Linked DNA regions of Muntiacus reevesi: region 1 is linked to region 2. A link is a contact called in public Hi-C data. All regions are on one chromosome and are shown on one strand. Each heading gives the region's core, a stretch centred on a gene start, on an enhancer-like site or on the middle of the called end of the contact. The rest is flanking DNA. Distances are from core to core; before and after follow the strand shown.

Region 1 (6,131 bases), core at 1,494-3,993, 650 kb after region 2:
AGCAGTGAAGATTCAAGATAAATACAACCACAGTAACTTTCATATTTGTCATTTACTCCAGCGTTCTTGCCTGGAGAATCCCAGGGACGGCGGAGCCTGATGGGCTGCCACCTATGGGGTCGCACAGAGCCAGACATGACTGAAGCGACTTAGCAGCAGCAGCAGCAATGGCATACATAAAATTTCAGTGATTCCAAAATATCATCCTTCACATGCTACTTACTTTACTATAGCTATGCACATATAATTAAGCACTATTATCATTTAATATTTCTCTTTTTTTTAAATCACTTTTTATTCAAATTTAGTGAAAAAAAAAACTTTTTCATGGATGAATTATTTGGAAATCACCTAAAAAAATGAATAACTACTAAAATGTTTAAAATACACATAACCATGTATCAATACAAGTCATTTAACTTATACCTCTGGGATGTTTACCACACACTGAAAAACAATGTCAAAAATTAGAATATGTAAAAATGTATAAAAAGTTATATATTTATAAAACTTTACATCAATGAAAAACTTGCACTGAAAATATTACTTGTGGTTATTTTAAGAGTACTCAAACAAAAAAATAATTTTTTAATCAAGAAAACAATTGAAGTGCTTGGAAAAAAGCGATCTTTTATATTTTTATCACTAACATACAAGCATCAATGACTATCTCGATCATTCAGTGAAACATTGGCTGTAAAGACCTAGATTAATGCAAAACTTAGTAAGTAGAAGTAAAATTCCTCAACAATATTAATGGCAAATTATTATTAAATATAAATCAGCAATTGTTAATAATATCTTAGTATGCACTATTAATATTTCTTCAACATTTTTAGTTGATAAGGAAATCTCTATGTACTGTGGAAGAGAAAGGTACTTACTGAGACAACTGGCCAGTTGATTTGTTAGGGGCTTGGAAGGTCACATTAACAAGTCCATGGTTACAGGATATGAGGTAGAACCAGGGAATTACAGATGTGTCATAGTAAGCTGCTGATCAAGGAAGAACTTCGATATCCAACTTCTTACAACTATCTGAGGAAACATATTTTAAATCTATTTTCAATTTTCATTTTAGAAGTCAGACCCTAAAAGATATTCCCTTTGGGGCCTACTTTGGAGCAATTAGCTTTTTCTGGCTAATGCTACTAAATGATTGACATCAGGTTTGTTTCACTTTACTTTTAAAAATCTGTCAAATATTCTCAAGATATATGAGTAGTACATTAATTGATAAATGATTATAACATTTGTTGTGTACTAGGTACCAGGTACTGTGACAAGCACATTCCTAAGTCTGTGTACTTTAAGGATCTCCTTGACAGAGGAGGCTAAGAGAAGTCAATAACTTTTTAAAAGTCTCAAGGCAAATCACTGGCAGGACGGGGATATGAACTGTAGGCTCTTCAACCTAATAAGCACACTCCTTGAGAGGAAGACCCTAAGTGTGGGGACCTTAAGTACAACAGATGTGTACAATTCCCATTACACAGGAGGAAATACTGCATATAAATAACCCATTTCTAAACATGCCTTTTCCATGCCATTCCCTAATCCTTCCCATTTTTCCATTCCACAAAGTGGTTCCATCTTCAATCTCTCTGGCAACTCAATTACAATAAAGATCAGCAATCCTTTTAGCTAAGGACTATGAAACAACACTGGTGTCTCTTTTGATACTATTTTCCTAAGATCTGGGATTTTTTTTCCATGCTTTTCTTCAATACACAGCATGCGCATACACACACACATAAATTCAGAATTAAACACTAGGAGCTAATGTTCTGTTAAAAAAAAATTCTTCCAATTCTTAGTATTAAAAGCATCAAAAAAGCTTCTACCAAAAACAAAACAAATACCCCAAGTTCAGTTCAGTGGCTCAGTCGTGTCTAACTCTTTGCGACCCCGTTGACTGCAGCACGCCAGGCTTCCCTGTCCATCACCAACTCCCGGAGCTTGCTCAAACTCATGTCAATTGAGTTGGTGATGCCATCCAGCCATCTCATCCTCTGTCATCCCCTTCTCCTCCTGCCCCCAATCCCTCCCAGCATCAGGGTCTTCTCCAATGAGTCAGTTCTTCGCATCAGGTGGCCAAAGTATTGGCGTTTCAGCTTCAGCATCAGTCCTTCCAATGAACATTCAGGACTGATTCCCTTTAGGATGGACTGGCTGGATCTCCTTGCTCTGCAAGGGACTCTCTGAGGGACAGTATTTGACGTTTTGAAGCGTCCCCATTGTGCAAGCTGTGTATTAAATCACAAGTGCTTACTGCGCTCCTAATAGTTTGTTACCGAAGTCGAGACTGTCGGGATAGTCGCAGATCCAAGCAGATCCCAACGTCCCCGCTGCATGTTCCACTGGCTCTGTCTCTGTGCCGCACCCAGCCCCCCGGGTCCCGCAGGCACGAGGCTGGGAGGGCGAGAAAGAGGAAGCAAGCCCCGTTCTGACCACCGGCTCTTCCCGGCACCGGCCACCCCCGCGGGGAAAACGTCAGCAGCGGGCAGCGCACAACGCAGGAGCGAAGGAAGAGGGGGCGGCGCACCCCGGCGAGCGCCAGTGTCGGGCCGGCCCCTGCCCCCACTTCTCCCGGACTCTACCTGGGCTCGACCAGGTCAGGCCTGACCTCGGGAACGAGGTCTCGTCAGCGCGAAGGCGGGCCCCGGCTGCGAGTCAGAGCTCCCCTCCAGCCCAGAAGAGAAGCTTCCTAAGCCACCATCAAAAACGCCCCCCAACCACGAAACGACCCGGACACTCACCTGACCAGAAGCTACTCTCGCGATAATTCCCGGGTCAGTCCTCCGTGACTCCAATCCCCGCCCTTACCTCCTTCGACCAATCAAAAAGGACTGGGGTGGGGCTTTGCCTTCGAGCAGGGGGCGGGGCCCCTCTGTCTGCTCACAAGCGTGGGGAGCAGGCGGGGCGGGGGCGGGGAGAGGGCGGGGCACACGCCATTTCTCGCGAGACCAGGGACCAGGACGACGCCCGCAGAGCCGGGCTGCTGCGGCTGAGTCAGTGGCTGCTACTGCTGCAGCCTCCGGACGGTTTGCTTCCGAGCCTGCGCCTGGTCTCCAGGTGAGGAGGCTGGACGTGGCAAGGCCGGGTCTGTGGAAGCGAGCGGTGCCTGCCGAGGCTCAGAGGGGACTTAGGCCACGGTCTGTCACAGGGGGGCGCCCACACTCTTGACTGTGTAAGACAGTTCACGCCGGCGGCGGCGTAAACCCTTTCCTCAGCGATTCGGACGAGGATGAGGATGAGGTCTCGGCGACCGACGAGCGGCGGGCAGGACTTCGGCTGGGTGCCGGGGCGGCATAGATCCTGGCTCTGCGGACTCGCTGTCGCCCCAGGACCCCGTGGCCTTGGGGAGCAGTGCCCGAGCTGGGCTCCCCGGGGAAGCGGCGGCGGCGGCCCTGGGGGGCCCTGGGGGAGACCCCGGCCCGCCTGTCAATTGATGCGATCGCGGCCCAGCTGCTGCGCGATCAGTACCTGCTGACCACCTTGGAGCTGCACACCGAGCTGTTAGAGAGCGGGCGCGAGCTCCCTCGGCTGCGCGACTGCTTCCCCAACCCTGGCAACTTCGAGAGGCAGAGCGGGACCCCGCCGGGGACGGGGGCGCCGGGGGTGCCCGGGGCGACCGGCCTTGGAGGCGCAGGAGGTCGGGAGCAGAGTACGACGTCGTGTGGGGGACAGCTCAGTAAATGAACGACGGCGCTGTCCCTCCGGCTGGGCTTTTGGGGTTGGGGTTGGGGCTTATTGTGGGGAGGGGGTGCTTGTGGGCCGGTGCTGAGTACTGGGAGCATTTCAGCTAGAGGGTTGGGGCGGGGGTCGGCGGTGATCTTTTGCCGTGGAGGCCAAAGGATTTGACAGCGACTGTTCTCTCGCTGCCTGCCTCCAGCCCTTGGCTGGACTTGCACCAGCTCCTGGTTCCACTATTAGTGTCCATATCTATTAAATATCCAGAGTTTCTAGTTCACTGGCTACTACATGATTCCAGAAGACTCCCTTACAACCTTGGTTTATCGCTTTAATTGTTTTTCCATTCTCTCCCGTCTCCTGAACCGCCACTACCTGGAAACAGTGTTCCTTTTGTTGTTCCCAGTAATTATTTGACTCCAAGTCAAGAGAGTTAAGAATAGGATATGTTGCTCTTTCCCCGAAACCAGATCCACTTGAAGGCCCATTTGTCTTTGGGTTGAGTTGATTACTCAAAAGTTGCATCTTCTACTGCATAAAATTTGTTCAGTTTAAATAAACTCAGTTTCATTCACTTTCGGTTCCTTAATTTCAGTGGGTGTCCAGAATTATAGGAAGTCTAAGGAGCAAAGTAGGCAGGTTCTCCCTGCAGTGTTACCTCCTGGTCTCAGAACCTTGTAGGCTTTTTTCTGTTGGTAAGTTTAGGAATTAACTTTTCTGCCTTGTTGTAATCATTGTTAACCGTATAGAGTGTTCGTTTACCTCATTCATCATATATTTGTAAGCATTTCTTATGTCTTTAAAACGTACAGCCAACCCTAGAAAAGGGCATGGCAAGCCACTCCAGTATCCTTGCTTGGAGAATCCCATGGACAGAGGGGCCTGGCAGGCTACAGTCCATGGGGTGGCAAAGGTTCGGACACTACTGTGCAACTTAGCACATGTCCTTAATTCAGAAGAGTGTTACATTTTAAAATATAGCCTCAGCCATTTTCTCTGCTGAAACATTTATATAATTACATTAAATTATCCCAATCCATAGCCCATTAAAAAAAAAAAAAGTACCGCCCAGGATGCATATTGGAGTCCCAGTACCTATCCTTCTCAAGAGGCATCTTAGATTTTCCCTTACTAACAGTATGAGGTTTTCAATATGTTAATGTGAGGCCAACTGAAATTTGCTCACACATGTTAAAATACATGATAAAATTGTAGCCAAACTGATGGTTTTTTGTTAGTACTTTTAAGTGGTGCCGGAGACTGAGATCACCTAACTTCAGTCCCTCAGTTCAGTTCAGTCGCTTAGTCCTGTCTGACTCTTTGCGACCCCATGAATCACAGCACGCCAGGCCTCCCTGTCCATCACCAACTCCTGGAGTTTACTCAAACTCATGTCCATCGAGTCAGTAATGCCGTCCAGCCATCTCATCCTCTGTCGTCTCCTTTTCCTCCTGCCCCCAATCCCTCCCAGCATCAGGGTCTTTTCCAGTGAGTCAACTCTTTCGCATCAGGTGGCCAAAGTATTGGGAGTTTCAGCTTCAGCATCAGTCTTTCCAATGAACACCTAGGACTGATCTCCTTTAGGATGGACTGGTTGGATCTCCTTGCAGTCCAAGGGACTCTCAAGAGTCTTCTCCAACACCACATTTCAAAAGCATCAATTCTTCAGTGCTCAGCTTTCTTTATAGTCCAAATCTCACATCCATACATGACCAATGGAAAAACCATAGCCTTGACTAGATGGATCTTTGTTGGCAGAGTATTGTCTCTGCTTTTTAGTATGATATCTAGGGTGGTCATAACTTTCCTTTCAAGAAGTAAGCGTCTTTTAATTTCATGGCTGCAATCACCATCAGCAGGGATTTTGGAGCCCCAAAAATAGTCTGACACTGTTTCCACTGTTTCCCCATCTATTTCCCATGAAGTGATGGGACCAAATGCCATGATCTTAGTTTTCTGAATGTTGAGCTTTAAACCAACTTTTTCACTCTCCTCTTTCTCTTTCATCAAGAGGCTTTTTAGTTCCTCTTCACTTTCTGCCAAGAGGGTGGTGTCATCTGCATATCTGAGGTTATTGATATTTCTTCCGGCAATCGTGATTCTAGCTTGTGCTTCTTCCAGCCCAGCATTTCTCATGATGTACTCTGCATGTAAGTTAAATAAGGGTTAAATAAGGGTGACAATATACAGCCCTGACGCACTCTTTTTCCTATTTGGAACCAGTCTGTTGTTCCCTGTCCAGTTCTAACTATTGCTTCCTGACCTGCATACAGGTTTCTCAAGAGGCAGGTCAGGTGGTCTGATATTCCATCTCTTTCAGAATTTCCCACAGTTTGTTGTGATGCACACAGTCAAAGGCTTTGGCGTAGTCAATAAAGCAGAAATAGATGTTTTCCTGGAACTCTCTTGCTTTTTCGATGATCCAGCGGATGTTGGCA
Region 2 (6,827 bases), core at 1,443-3,942:
TAGTCCAAGAGTATCTACATAAAATACATGATCTACAAACCAATCTCAAAAGAAAGATAATTTCCTTTCATTCTAAAAGCTGAATCAACTATTATGAACAATGACTATAAGTGGTTAAAGCCAAGACCCTGGAAAAGATCACTATAAACCTACCCTCCAACTCTGTTTTAAAGTAGTTTAAAATTGTTTCTCCTCTAGCCTGTCTTTATCCTATAGACCAAATACAAAGCTTAAGAGGGTCAGCACTGACCACAAGAATTCAGTTGAGACTAAAGCCGAGGGACTTCCCTGGTGGCCCAGTGGTTAAAACTTGGAGCTTCCAATATAGGGAATGAGCATTCAGTTCCTGGTTGGGGAACTAAGATTCCCCACATGTCAAACAGTTGGCCAAAATCATGCCATACAGTGCGGCCAAAAAATGAAAAAAAAAAAAAAGCCCAGATTATTACAGAAGCGTTGCTCAACTCTTCCTCCTGAAAATCTCTGCCACAAAACAGAGGACAATTTCCAAAAACTGTGTCTTAAAGAAACAAAAAGCAAATAAACTAATCTTCTTCATTAATAAAAATCTCTCCTTAAAGGTCAGTTTTATAAAGGGTAAACTACTGCAATAAATAATATTATACTAAAGCATAATTCCAAGACACAGATTAATCCATTATCAAACTTGGAAATCAGATTTAGTAATCATCTTAGATTCCCAAGAGCTGCTTCATAGTCAGCTATGTGGGGAGATATACAACTTTCCTAATGACACCCACTGCAGAGATAGATTTAACTATGTAGAGAAAAGGGCCACAGGGGGGTTGCACTTCAATCTTTCTATTTATAACACACTTTCTCCTTTGCTAAGTCTTAGGCTTGAAAGTGACTTCAGAATGTTATCTGGTTTGAGTTCCCAGTCAAGTAAGTACTATTACTAACGTTTATATAAGAGGTAACAGGATTTTAGACCTTAAAATAAAGAGTTGGAGGCATTGGGATCTTCCAGTTTCTTACAGAATTATTTTTTCAACTACAAGAACGCTGTTTTCCAATAGGTTAAAGAGAGAGCTAATATTTATTGAGCGTTTACGACGAATCAAACACATATGTTATCTTTACCTTTCACATCGACCACATTTCACAGAAACTAAGATCTAGGATTTTACCCAAGGTCACATCTAGAATTAGCAGCAGAGCAGAACTTAAATCCAGGTCTGTCAACACAAAAAGGTTCAGAAGGAGCTTGTTCAGTAGTAATTTAGGATAGACTTAAACAAACTAGACCTAGGAATGACACTGACTCAGAAACTGGCTAAGGCTTCTGCAGGCCTGTCAGCTGGAGCTGAAGGAAGTATGACCTTTACTCCAAACACTCTGGGGCGGTAAGACAGCTCTTCTGCGCGTGGGTCAATATATCACTACTCATGGAAGGAAAGGGGAGAGAATGAGGTTTCCTGGTGGCCCAGACCCTTTCCTGGCCGCAGAAACGGAGAAGGGTCAAACCAAGAGGCCTGGTCCGGATCTGAGTGGTGCCTAAGAGAAGCAGTGCAACAAAGGTCGCAAAGGGCGCAGACTTGAAAATCACGAGTTTTAGACATGTTGGAAAAGAAAATGTGAAAAGCAAGGAGCATGGGAAAGTACACAGATTCACTTGAGGACCAGGGGTTGGGGCTGTGGGTGAACTGTCCACCGGCAGAGTTGTCAGCGGATCGGTAAAGGGAGGAAAGGGACATGAAGGGAGGTCTCGGTGGGAGCCACTCTGGGTTCATTACCTGCCGGGTGGTTGTACAACGGCCTCAATTTTTCAGGCAGCAGGAGCTCCACTCTATCAAGGACCCGGTGGTAGGTGGCCCGCAGGCCCCGGACGCCGGCGGCTGACATTTCTGCGGACGAGTGATCGTGGGCAGCCGGGTGGTAGCGTGGCCGCGTGCTCGTCCCTGGCTGGCAATGTAGGGCAGCTCGTCACTTTCCCCTGTATCAACGCCTCGCGCCCTCTCTCCCTGGGTGCCTGCCCTTCCCCGGGCTGAGCCTGACCCCCCGGCGAACCACCCTTTGGCCCGCGCCCAGAGAAGGTTGTGGGGGCGGAGACTCTGCGACGGCCCGCCCCGAGCCCGCCTACTGGCTTCTCGCCGCCGGGACCCGGGAGGAGTGGCTAAAACAGGTAACTAAAGGATGGCCTCACCGAGTCAACCCAGAGGCCTACCGGCAGCGCGCTTGCGCAACCAGAGCTGCCCGCACTGATTGGCCCGTCCCGGGCGCGGGCAGGGTCCAAAGCAAACCTCCAATTTCTTCTTCCTGCTCTGGAAGCCATGTTGGAGAAGGGAAAGTGAAGCTGCATCGGCGGATACCCTTTCACTCTGCTTAAGGAGGCCCCTAAATAAAATGGACTATTCGGGCCTTCCGTGCCCCGACTAAAGATGACGCCGCATAACTCTCTTGCTTCCTTTGGAATGAGACTCGTGAACGCGAGACTTACGACTTCAGCTACTTCTCTATTCCTCATTTATCCATAGAGTATTAAGGATTTAATTAGAATGGCCTGAACCCAATTTCCTAGGGTAAGGGCGGCCATAGCACACACCTGCCTCAAAGCCCAGTGGCAGTCATCTCGCGAGAAAGGTTTGGAAGGGCGGGTGTAGAGAACGAGGAGAGGGAGGAGTCGAGGCCGCCTTCGCCTCCTCCTTCAGGAGGGGGTGCCGAGGGAGGGGACTGTTGCTGATCTCTGGTTGTTCTGGGTAGTCTGAGAAGGAGAGTATGAAGCGAGCTCCAGCCCGGGTACGGCCGGACTTCGCAGGCGAAGGCGCCGCCGCCGCCGCCGCCGCTGCCATCTAACTCGCTGCGCTTGAGAGACCCGGCGCGTGGATGGTCCCGGTGCGGCTCGGGTGTTGATCCGCGTGTCTCTTCCCCCTTCTCCCCTCCCCCACGCGGTGGTCTCCCCTCCTCCCCCAGCCTGGCAGAGCCATGTCTCGGGGTGGCTCCTGCCCACACCTGTTGTGGGACGTGAGGAAAAGGTCCCTCGGGCTGGAGGACCCGTCCCGGCTGCGGAGCCGCTACCTCGGTGAGCAGGGGCCCCGGGGCAGGGGCGCGGAGGTCGCCGCCCCGAGGTGGGGGAGGGGGCCGCGTCGCGGTCTGTTGGAGACGGGACAGCTGCTGGGCGGGGGCGTCCCGGAGACTCTGAGGTGCCGGGTGGCCCTCAGCCGACGGACCCCGCGCCCTTGTCGTCCTCCCGTGGCCAAGGCACTCTTTCATGCTGCCAGCCGCCGCCCTGGTCGGGTTTTCCTCCGGGGGCCGGACCTGGGGCGGACAGTACTGGCCGGGAAAGGTGTTGGGATCGTTTCAGGAGTGGGGCTTGGGGGAAGACTTGTCGAACCTCCCGGAGCTGCCGCGTTTAGAGCAAAAGTTGGCGCTTTTGCTCTTCAGCGCTCTCCCGGCTCAGCCGAAGGAGCTAAGTTTGTGTTGACCGCCCCTCCTCTGAAGTCTCGGTTGGGCTTAGGTGTCGGCGGCGACGCGTTGACCACCCTCGGGGACTCCACGCTCCAAACAGACTGGGGGTAAACTGTTCCGCGGCTGCGAGCCAGAACCTAAAAGTGATAGCTGAGCTGTCCCCACCCCCGCGCGCTTTCCCAGTTGGACTCTGCTGTTCAGTCGTTTAGATTGCTTTAAGGAGGTGTAGGGTTTCGCGTTCCCATTCCCACACCGGTGAAACACTTGGCATTTACTGTTTCTTAGTTAAGCTTTCTAAAAACAACCTTCGATACTTGAGGGAACGGTAGTCCAGTTTTTTTTTTTTTTTTTTCGTTTTGTATAAGTGGATTTGTGAGGATTCTGGGTCACGCCTGAGCTAAAAGTGGATGGATTTAGTAAGAGTCTTTTTTTCTTCCTTCCTCTGCAATCTTGTTACTCTTTATTCTTTTTTATTTTTAATTTGAAGGCAAGACAACATCATTAAAATTTCTTTCTTACCAATTTTGTCACTTTTATCTTAGGTATTTGTTGATGTCATTTAAATGCTTTAAATGTCATTTAAATGATTTTAAGTCAGATGGTTTTGACTTAAAAATCAGTGAAAGAAATTGAAATCTCATTGCACCTAATAGTTCTGGTTTGTGATTATTTGAGAGAAGTTGACAGGCATTTTTTTCTTTCCTCCTGCTTTTTAGTGTCTCAAGTGACATGAGTACATTTTCCTTGTAAAAATGAAGCACAAATTCTTATGATTCTTCCCGTTCGTTTCACACATACATCCTTAGAGAGGTAACAATGTTGTTTCCTGAATATTCTTCTAAACCTTTTCCTTTGAATTCTCACAAGCACGTGTATACATATAGAAATGCTGTAGGAGTGTGTGTGTGTGTGTGTGTGTGAGTGACCTGCATGTATGATGTCATATTGTAAATATTGTTTTGCAACTTGCCTTTCCATTACATCTTGGAGATCGTTGCATGGTCGTAGAAATATATCTGTGCAGTCTTTTAAACTGTTGCATAGTATTTAACGGTATGAAGGTGTCAAGGTTGACTCAGCCTTCTTTCTTTTCCTGTATGTTTGCTGTTATTAACAGTGAACATCCTTTTATCAGTACGTGGTTTTTGTGCATTTGTTCTAGGATAAGTACCTGGAGTGGTGATTAATCATTTTAAAATTTAATATGAATAGAGAATGCTTTTTTAAACCATTAACCTAAAAGATGTGCAATATTTCTTTTAATATTTACTTGCTGAGAAAGAACTTAATTTTAGCTTAATAAAAAGAATACATGTTCTACATAAGTGAATTTCAATTAGTTGGAGCATTTGAATGAGTAGTGATTATATTTAGTTTTATTATTAATGTTTTCTGCTGGCACAGTTCAGTTGTATCTATGATAGAGTCAATTAAAATATAGTAAGATCATAAATTTTCTTTTTCCCTTTCTCTTCTAGCTCCATAATGGAAGTGAAGTTTGTCTTGGGTGGAGGGGAATTGAAGAATGTGACTTCACTGTCTTTAGTAGAAAGTCTAAATTACAGATTTTTCAAACATGTGTATTCATACAATGAATTCCATATCTTACATAATATTTTAAATGTGCTAGTAATATATACTTTATTACATTCTTGGAACAGCTTCCTTTAAAAGTGGGTTTTTTTTAAAAGTGGGTTTTTTTAAGTATTCAGAAATAGTTTGAAAAGTAATTTCTTGGCCTTAATAGACTTTCTTTACACTTTTAGTTTATCTAGCTCATCCACACTCCAGTGCTAATCTTGGCTTAGCATTCAGGAAACAGCAAAATCCATATTAGCACTGTCTGAATTAATGAGATTTTCTAAAAATAATTTTTAAAAATTTATTTATTTGGTGCACAGGGCCTTAGTGTGGGCATGTTTTTGTTGCAGTATGATGAATCCTTAGTTGTGACCTGCAAGCTCTTAGTTGCCGCATGTGGGATATGGTTCTCTGACTGGTCAGTGGTTGTACCTGAAGTACTCATAAAATCTTTTTAAAAAGCCCCTTTTAAAAAAGGGTTTTAAAAAGTAAATGGATTCTTTTTTTTGGAGACTTCAGTATTTAAACATTTTGATTGTTTATAATATCATAGGTTAAATATTTCTCTAATTATGACCATTATATATACTTATAATAATAAATTAATTCTAAATAACAGTAAAATGGGATAGAAGCAACTGACTCTTTTTTGTAACATGCATTTCAAATTAATCATAACATGTATCTTTTGAATAGTAGTATTGAAACATTACAGGTGATTTTATTTAAATTTGGTTATTTATCTCTCTTCCTCTTATCAAAGAAAATTATTTCAACAGAAATTTATGTTTCAAAATTTGGGAAGCTGGAACACACTATGTGTGTTCACATGGTCAGGTTCTAAGTCTGTTGGGGGCCTGCTTCCTGGTTCATAACCATCTTTTCACTGTAACCTCACAAGGCACAAGAGGTGAGCTCATTCTCTGGGATTATAAGGGCCCTAACCCAAGTCTTAGAGAAGGAAATGGCAACCCACTCCAGAATTCTTGCCTGGAAAATCCCATGGACAGAGGAGCCTGTTGGGTTACAGTCCGTGGGTTTGCAAAGAGTTGGACACAACTGAGCATGCACACACCCAAGCCTAATCACCTCCCCCAAATTCCTGTCTCCTAATACTAATACCTTGGGGGTTAGAATTTCAGCAGAGAAATTTGTCCGGAGGAGGCGGTTGGGGGAATAGAAACCACTAAGCCAGTGACAACTTTATAGTGAAGATTGAAATATCTTTTTGTAAGGGGATTAGAATGTCTCTGTCCTTTGAATATCATTAGGGTCACTATGTATTGAAATGGTTAATTTTGCATTTAGACTAGTCTTGTAGTGTATCTTGAGTACATCTATATTCAGACTTACAAAGTTCTTCATAAAGTGTTGCAAAGTCACAATATATTTTATAAGGGTCAGAAAATTCTGAGTGTTGTCCCTTTGTTAGCTACTGGGGAAAAGTAAGTGAAAATATTTGTATTTTGTTTCCTTAGTCTTAAAAAAAATCTCAATGAAAGCTGAAAAATGTCTGATTGTAATAGTGAATGACAGATATGACAAATATATGTTATAGAATATACTGATAATTCTTGAAGATTAGGCCACCAAATGCACATTATTAATCATAACGATGGCAGACCATTGAATAGCTCTGTTGTAGATTTCATTCCTACTTGGTGTAGAATTAAAGTTTAAAAGGGATAGGAACTTCTGATAGCATGAAATTTATATTACAGGTATGTTTTATGTCAGTGTTTTTCAAATGTTTTGACCATTATCCACAGTAATATTACAGTTACATGGGAATTTGTGATACACACATAACTAAAAAG

What was found. A called contact is a pair of places that touch in the nucleus more often than the background predicts.
Region 1: a contact with region 2 is called in a Hi-C map of muscle, with 8 times the contacts expected there. The contact joins the promoter of LOC136176287 here to the promoter of DCAF6 in region 2. A contact is called at or near these places in 2 of 3 Hi-C or Micro-C datasets (blood and muscle).

What each region holds. Positions count from the first base shown.
Region 1 is chr1:65,581,487-65,587,617 of mMunRee1.1, forward strand. It overlaps LOC136176287 (GPI ethanolamine phosphate transferase 1-like), which reads right to left and starts at 2,744. Exons shown (of 14, transcript XM_065946433.1): 1 at 2,601-2,744; 2 at 885-1,038. It also overlaps the pseudogene LOC136171204.
Region 2 is chr1:64,928,034-64,934,860 of mMunRee1.1, forward strand. DCAF6 (DDB1 and CUL4 associated factor 6) reads left to right here and starts at 2,693. Exons shown (of 21, transcript XM_065946326.1): 1 at 2,693-3,043. The coding sequence starts at 2,947. MPC2 (mitochondrial pyruvate carrier 2) reads right to left here and starts at 2,076. Exons shown (of 5, transcript XM_065946330.1): 1 at 1,758-2,076. The coding sequence starts at 1,866.